Regions from separate parts of the Mus musculus genome. Here region 1 is linked to region 2. A link is a contact called in public HiChIP or PLAC-seq data. All regions are on one chromosome and are shown on one strand. Each heading gives the region's core, a stretch centred on a gene start, on an enhancer-like site or on the middle of the called end of the contact. The rest is flanking DNA. Distances are from core to core; before and after follow the strand shown. Region 1 has its middle 20 kb from the start of Gm42398. Region 2 holds the start of Zfp710 (zinc finger protein 710).

Region 1 (2,700 bases), core at 41-2,540, 550 kb after region 2:
TTTTTTAGGAGCCAGTTTTGGAGTCTGCAAAGGCTGCTGAAACTCTTAACTCTGTCCATTTCCTCCTCTTCCTCCTCCTTTTCCTCTTTTTTCTTGCCTCTTAAAATATCTTCTTTATTTTTAATTATGTATATATGCATGTGGGGTTATGGTGGGTTGAGCTGCCATGTGGGTGCTGAGAACTGAACCCATGCCCTCTGCAAGGTCAATGAGCACTCCTAAATGCTGAGCCCTCTCTCGAGCCCTCTCTTGCCTCTTGTTTAGCTGTGTGTTTACTGGGCTCCATTATAACCATCTGGGACACCACCGTGGAGTACCCACTTGGCTCCCAGTGGTAGAAGGAGACCTCACGGGTGTCAATCTGTGATGTTCCCAGCAGGATGACTTCTAAGCCTCATTGTTGAATGCCCTTGAGAGTTTGTGTGGCATTTAGCATCCTTTAATAAGGTTCTGTTCAGCGTGAGACAGCTGGAGAGGAGGTCGTTGCTTGTAGCCACAGGACTTTCCTGATACACAGAGGAGGAAGGTGATAAGTCAAGTTAAGAGAGTTTCCCAGAGAGCCCAGTGTCAGCAGGTTTATACAGTGATGGGAGAGGGCCATGCTAGGGTGAACCCTGGAGGGGAGTCTGGAATGTACAAGGAACCAGCCCCACAAGATGAGCACTACGGAGACTGCTGGGCAAGTGAGCAGAGAATACAAGGGTATTGTGGCAGAGGGGGGTTGGCATGGTGGGCTAAGTAGAGTTGGGTAAAGAGGGACATTAGACTGGAGAGAGGTGAAGCCTTCCAGGCCAGGGGACTACAGGTGTGAACCATCACACTTTTGGCTTTTTAATGACAAGATCTTGCTATGTAGTCCAGGTTGGCCTTAAACTCAATCCTCCTGCCTCAGCTTCTCAAATGCCAGCACTTATATCATGCACACCAGCTTCCAACCCACATCATGGCTGCAACTCACATCTAGAGTCAGAACCCAGAGCAACATACCAAGTTCCTGACTGGCAAGTTCGTGAGACAAATTAAGTCTGGGTGATTTGTCCCTTCTGTCCTCCCTTGTGCACCACAGTGGCTATGGCATCTGACTGGTGAGCACCCGAGTTGCTAACTTTTCTGTTGCTGTGATAAGACACCATGACCACCGCAACTCCTAGAAGGAACCGCTTCCTTGGGGTTTATGTTTCTAGAGGGTTAACGGTCATCACCATCACAGACAGGAAGTATGGTATCAGACGGACACGACGTCTAGATCTGGAAACAGAACTAAAGGCACAAACAGGAAGCAGAGAGAGAGAATTAGAAACCAAGAGAGTCTTTCAAACTCTCAGAGCCTGCTCTCAGTCACTCACTTCCTCCGGCAAGACCACACCTCTGAAAGTTACTCAAACAGGCCATCCACTTGGGATCAAGTAGTCAAATATACAAAGGTGTGGAAGGCATTCTCACACCAGCACAGTACCCATGCTCAATGCGTGGTAGCTGTTTTGACCATCATTTCTAGTAGGGGTTGGTTTAGAGAAAGACAAGACTGTGAGAGGAAGATGTCTGACGGAGGTAAAAAGAAAGGACGCATAAATGAGTCACTAGCATCATTGGAAAGACAGCATGAGAGAGAGCCCAGCTTCACCACGGTCCTGGTCCTCAGCACTCCGCTTTTCTCCTGGGCTCCTAAGTTTCTATGTCTTCCCTGTAAATGCTCTGCAGCTTGGGATGCCATGGGTGAGCTGTCTCTCCATTATGATGGTACCCACCCGGTGGCTACACTCAGCCCTGTGTCAGCCTCCAGCTGGGTGGGGCTGGGCGGTTTCCTCTGCTTTTTCTATTGGGAGAGGCAGGATTGCGCAGACTCAGCATGCTACACCTTGCTCACCTGCGCTGGCTCTGACTGTCATCTGGTCTGGGTGGATGGCTAAGGTATCTGTGCAGAAGGTGCCAGAATTTCTGCTTAGTCTTCCAATGTCCTGGAAGCAGATATTGAACATTTTTAAATTTTTATTTTATAAAAATCAATTTTGCTTTTTAGTGTTCATTATAAAACAAATACAGTATTAAACAGGGCTGGGATGTAACTCTGTTGTCAGAGTGCTGGCTTAGCATGAATGAAGCCCTTGGCTCCACCCCCAGGACTGCGGAAACTAGGCAAGCTGGTGCAGTCTGCAGACCTCAGGGGTGTAGAAGCAGGCAGATTAGAAGTTCAAGGTCATCCGCAGCTACCTTGTGACCCCTGGGTCAGTCTGGGGTATCTGAAGCTCTTGTTTTAAAACAAACAAGAACCAGAGAGATGGCTTAGTGGGTAAAAGGGCTTGACACGTAAGCCTGTGGCTGACAACCTGAATTTGATCATCAGAACAGTCTGGAAGCTCGCAGGACATCGGGAAATTGAAAAGACCTGTTTAAGAAGCACGGGGAAGGAGGGTGTGGCTGATGGAGCCAGCCCAGCCCTGTAGGGCTTTGCTCAGGCCTTCCCACTGCCCAGTTAGGTCTGGGAAAAACTTAAAGTCCAACTTTGCCTTTTGCTCTTTTCTAGCTCTTTCCGATTGATCTTCTCTCCCTGCATCTGCCAGGTGACTGCTCAATGATGCTACGGCCTCCTTCCTTCCTCTTCTCCATCTTCCTCTGTCAGGAGCCTTGGAGCCTGCCTGCCCTGGAGTTTTTCTTTTAAACTCAATAAGATTGTCTCTGAGCAAAATAAAAACCAAAACA
Region 2 (2,700 bases), core at 173-2,672:
TGCAGCCCGGAGGAAGGAGGGAAGGGGAAGGAAGAGCGCAGGGAGGGGAGAGGATCCAGGCTTCCCTTCAGCTCGGTGACCTGGTCCGGAGCCACAGCTTCCCTCGCTTTGTCTGGGCCCGCCGAGACCTCACGTTTCTCGCCCAGCTGCAGCCCCAGTCCAAGGGCCAGGCATCCAGCAGGTGCTCAATACTTACTTGGGAAAATAAGAAATGTGGCCAACTTTGCTCTGGGAACTTTTCCCCCGTGTTGTCTCCACTCCTCTGGAGAAGCCGAAGACAGAGCTGGTCTTGGGAGCACGCCCAGGCGCCCCATGAATAATTGACCCTTGGTGGCGACACTGCCCCGCTCTGTCCGCGGGCTCCGTACCCGCCCATGCGTCGGAGTCGAGCGGCGCAGCTCTTGAGTGGCGGGTGTCCGGGAGGTTGGAGGCGGGGTGTCCGGCCTGTCCCAGAGCTGGGAGGAGGCCAGGCTATGCCGAACCCCGGGCCCCGCGGGGAGCCACAAGGGCCCAGACCTCAGCGAACGACCACGCCTCGGCGCCCTCCAGCAGTGCACCCCGGGGTCGAGCCTAGGCCCTGGGCTTGGGGAGGATGCGAGGGACCCCGAACTCCTCTGAACCCCATTCGCACCCGGGTCCCGGTGATAGCAGCCGGGGCCGTTCCCTCGAGTCTGACCGTCCAGGGCTCTGCGAACAGCTGTTTAAAGGCTCTTTACTGTTGAGGGCTCTGCGGCGACGTTTGCTCTAAGTCCCATCTGCCCACTTAAAAAATATATTAAGTGAAGAGCACCCCCAGCTTCCACCCCTGACTGGGGAGGGGGCAGGTTGAGCCCTAACCCGTATTCGGAAGGACTGGCCACTCGGGCTCCCCCGACCCCAACCCCCATTAGCTCTTATTTGGGATAGGGCACCCCAGACTTCCTGGGGGCTGCTCTCTGGAGCCCCCTTTGTGCCTGGCAGGGACAGCCCCCCCATTTCCATGCGAGGTTCTGACGCTCCCTTCTCCCCCGCTTGTTAATCTTTGTTCCCCTTTTCTGCTGAGAGGAGGGGAAAAAAAAGAGGGAGAGGGCGAAAGAAAAGAAGGAAAAAGGCGTGACTCGATTTTCAAACGAAACTCCCACAGCAAACAAAACCCTTTTAGAGAAATAAAGGAGGAAGGAGGAAGAAAAGAGGGAAGGGGAAGAAAAAAAAGAGAAGCCTCCAGGCTTGCAATTCGAGTAGGAGAGTTGCAGCGAGAGAAAGAAAGAAAAGAAGAAAAATCCTCTCTGCGGTAGAAAGAGAAAAAGAAAACTTGGGCCGAGGAGAGGGGGGTGCTGGGGGGGTGGAAGGAAGTGAGAAAACAAAAGAGAGATAAAAGGGCTGCTTTTCTGTCTCTCTTCCTCTGCGAGCAGGCTTAGGAGGAGCTGTTTAGCATCCCTTCACGTCAGCCCTGCCTCATTCCCTTCTTCCAGGGAGGGAGAGAGCGCGAGCGAGAGAGCGAGCGAGCGCGAGAGAGAGCAGGAGGGAGAGAGAGAGGGGGGGAGAAAGAGAGGAGCCGGAGGGAGGGTGGCAGAGCAGGGCGGGCGCGCGTGGAGGCGGCGCGCAGCTGCAACCCGGGCGGTGGGCAGCAGGAGCCCCCGGCCCGCCCGGCCCGGCCAGCCGAGGGCCCCCAGCGCGAGGAGCCGCGCCCGGACCCAGGGTGAGTGTCCCGCGAGCCCGCGGCCCCGCCAGCCCCCGGGCGGCCCGCGGCGGGGTGGCTGGGGGGCGCGGGGGTGGGTCGCTGCGGCCGCGGTCGACCCGCCCCCCGCCTCTCCCCGGGGACGGCGGCGCGCAGGCAAACATGTCGTCTTTTCCTTTCACTTCCACATTCCCTCATGCCGGAGAGCTGGAGCGAGAGAAGGGGAAAGAGAGAGAGATGGCGTCTGGAGGGGGGGAGGAGGAGGGAGGAGAGGGGGAAGGGAAGGAGAGAGGAGAGAGAGAGACAGAGAGAGAGAGAGAGGAGAGAGAGAGAGAGAGAGAGAGAGAGAGAGAGAGAGAGAGAGAGAGAGAGAGAGAGAGAGAGAGAGAGAGAGAGAGAGAGAGAGAGAGAGAGAGAGAGAGAGAGAGAGAGAGAGAGAGAGAGAGAGAGAGAGAGAGAGAGAGAGAGAGAGAGAGAGAGAGAGAGAGGCACAGGCAGAGAAGCAGCAAAATGAAAGGAAAGCGCGGCGGTAGCGTGGGAGGCCGGGGAGGCGGCGGCGGCGGTCTCCGGCCCGCACGTGGGTGTCGCGGCGCTCGGGGATGCTCCCCCCGCACCCGGCCCGGGACTCAAAGTTTCACCCTTCGCCGCCCCGCCCCTGCGGCTGCCCACAAACTTTTTACTCCGGGAGCGGGTGGGGTGGCCGCGCGGCCCGGCCGGCAGGGTGGCTAGGGCTCAGCGCGCAGCTGGCGTGCCGGGCGCCCCTCGAGGGCAGCGGGCGTCACCAGCGCGGGACCCCGGCCCACCTCGGTGGCCCCGTCTCCGACCTGTTGAAGGCGCACCCCCCGGGCCGGGAACCGGTGGGCAGATCCCCACGGCAGATCTCGAGCCTCCCGTGGCTCGGCCTCCCTTCCTCGCCGCCCCCTCTCCCTCTCCTCGCGGTCATTTTCCTAATTGGACGGAGCTGTGGGGCGTGATCGTCGGCGTCAGACGGAGGAGCCCCCCGAATCGGGTGGTCTTCCCTCCACGACTCTCAGACCCCACCG

The links. HiChIP or PLAC-seq counts read pairs in DNA pulled down with a chosen protein or histone mark.
Region 1: an H3K27ac HiChIP or PLAC-seq map of acute myeloid leukemia shows a contact between it and region 2, with 2.6 times the contacts expected there. The contact joins the enhancer-like site here to the promoter of Zfp710 in region 2. A contact is called at or near these places in 1 of 39 promoter capture datasets (pre-B cells), 3 of 115 datasets of contacts at active chromatin or transcription factors (acute myeloid leukemia, bone marrow-derived macrophages and embryonic stem cells) and 2 of 9 other capture datasets (adipose tissue and liver).

The regions. Positions count from the first base shown.
Region 1 is chr7:80,574,676-80,577,375 of GRCm38.p6, forward strand. No RefSeq gene overlaps it. Among named protein-coding and RNA genes, the nearest start is that of Gm42398, 20 kb to the left of the region's middle. Within about 2 kb of position 1,291, at least 64 of the 459 cell types and tissues checked have an H3K27ac peak or open chromatin away from gene starts, as enhancers often do. A contact at or near this core is called in acute myeloid leukemia, adipose tissue, bone marrow-derived macrophages and 1 more, where this site is marked.
Region 2 is chr7:80,024,806-80,027,505 of GRCm38.p6, forward strand. It overlaps Zfp710 (zinc finger protein 710), which reads left to right and starts at 1,423. Exons shown (of 5, transcript NM_175433.5): 1 at 1,423-1,678.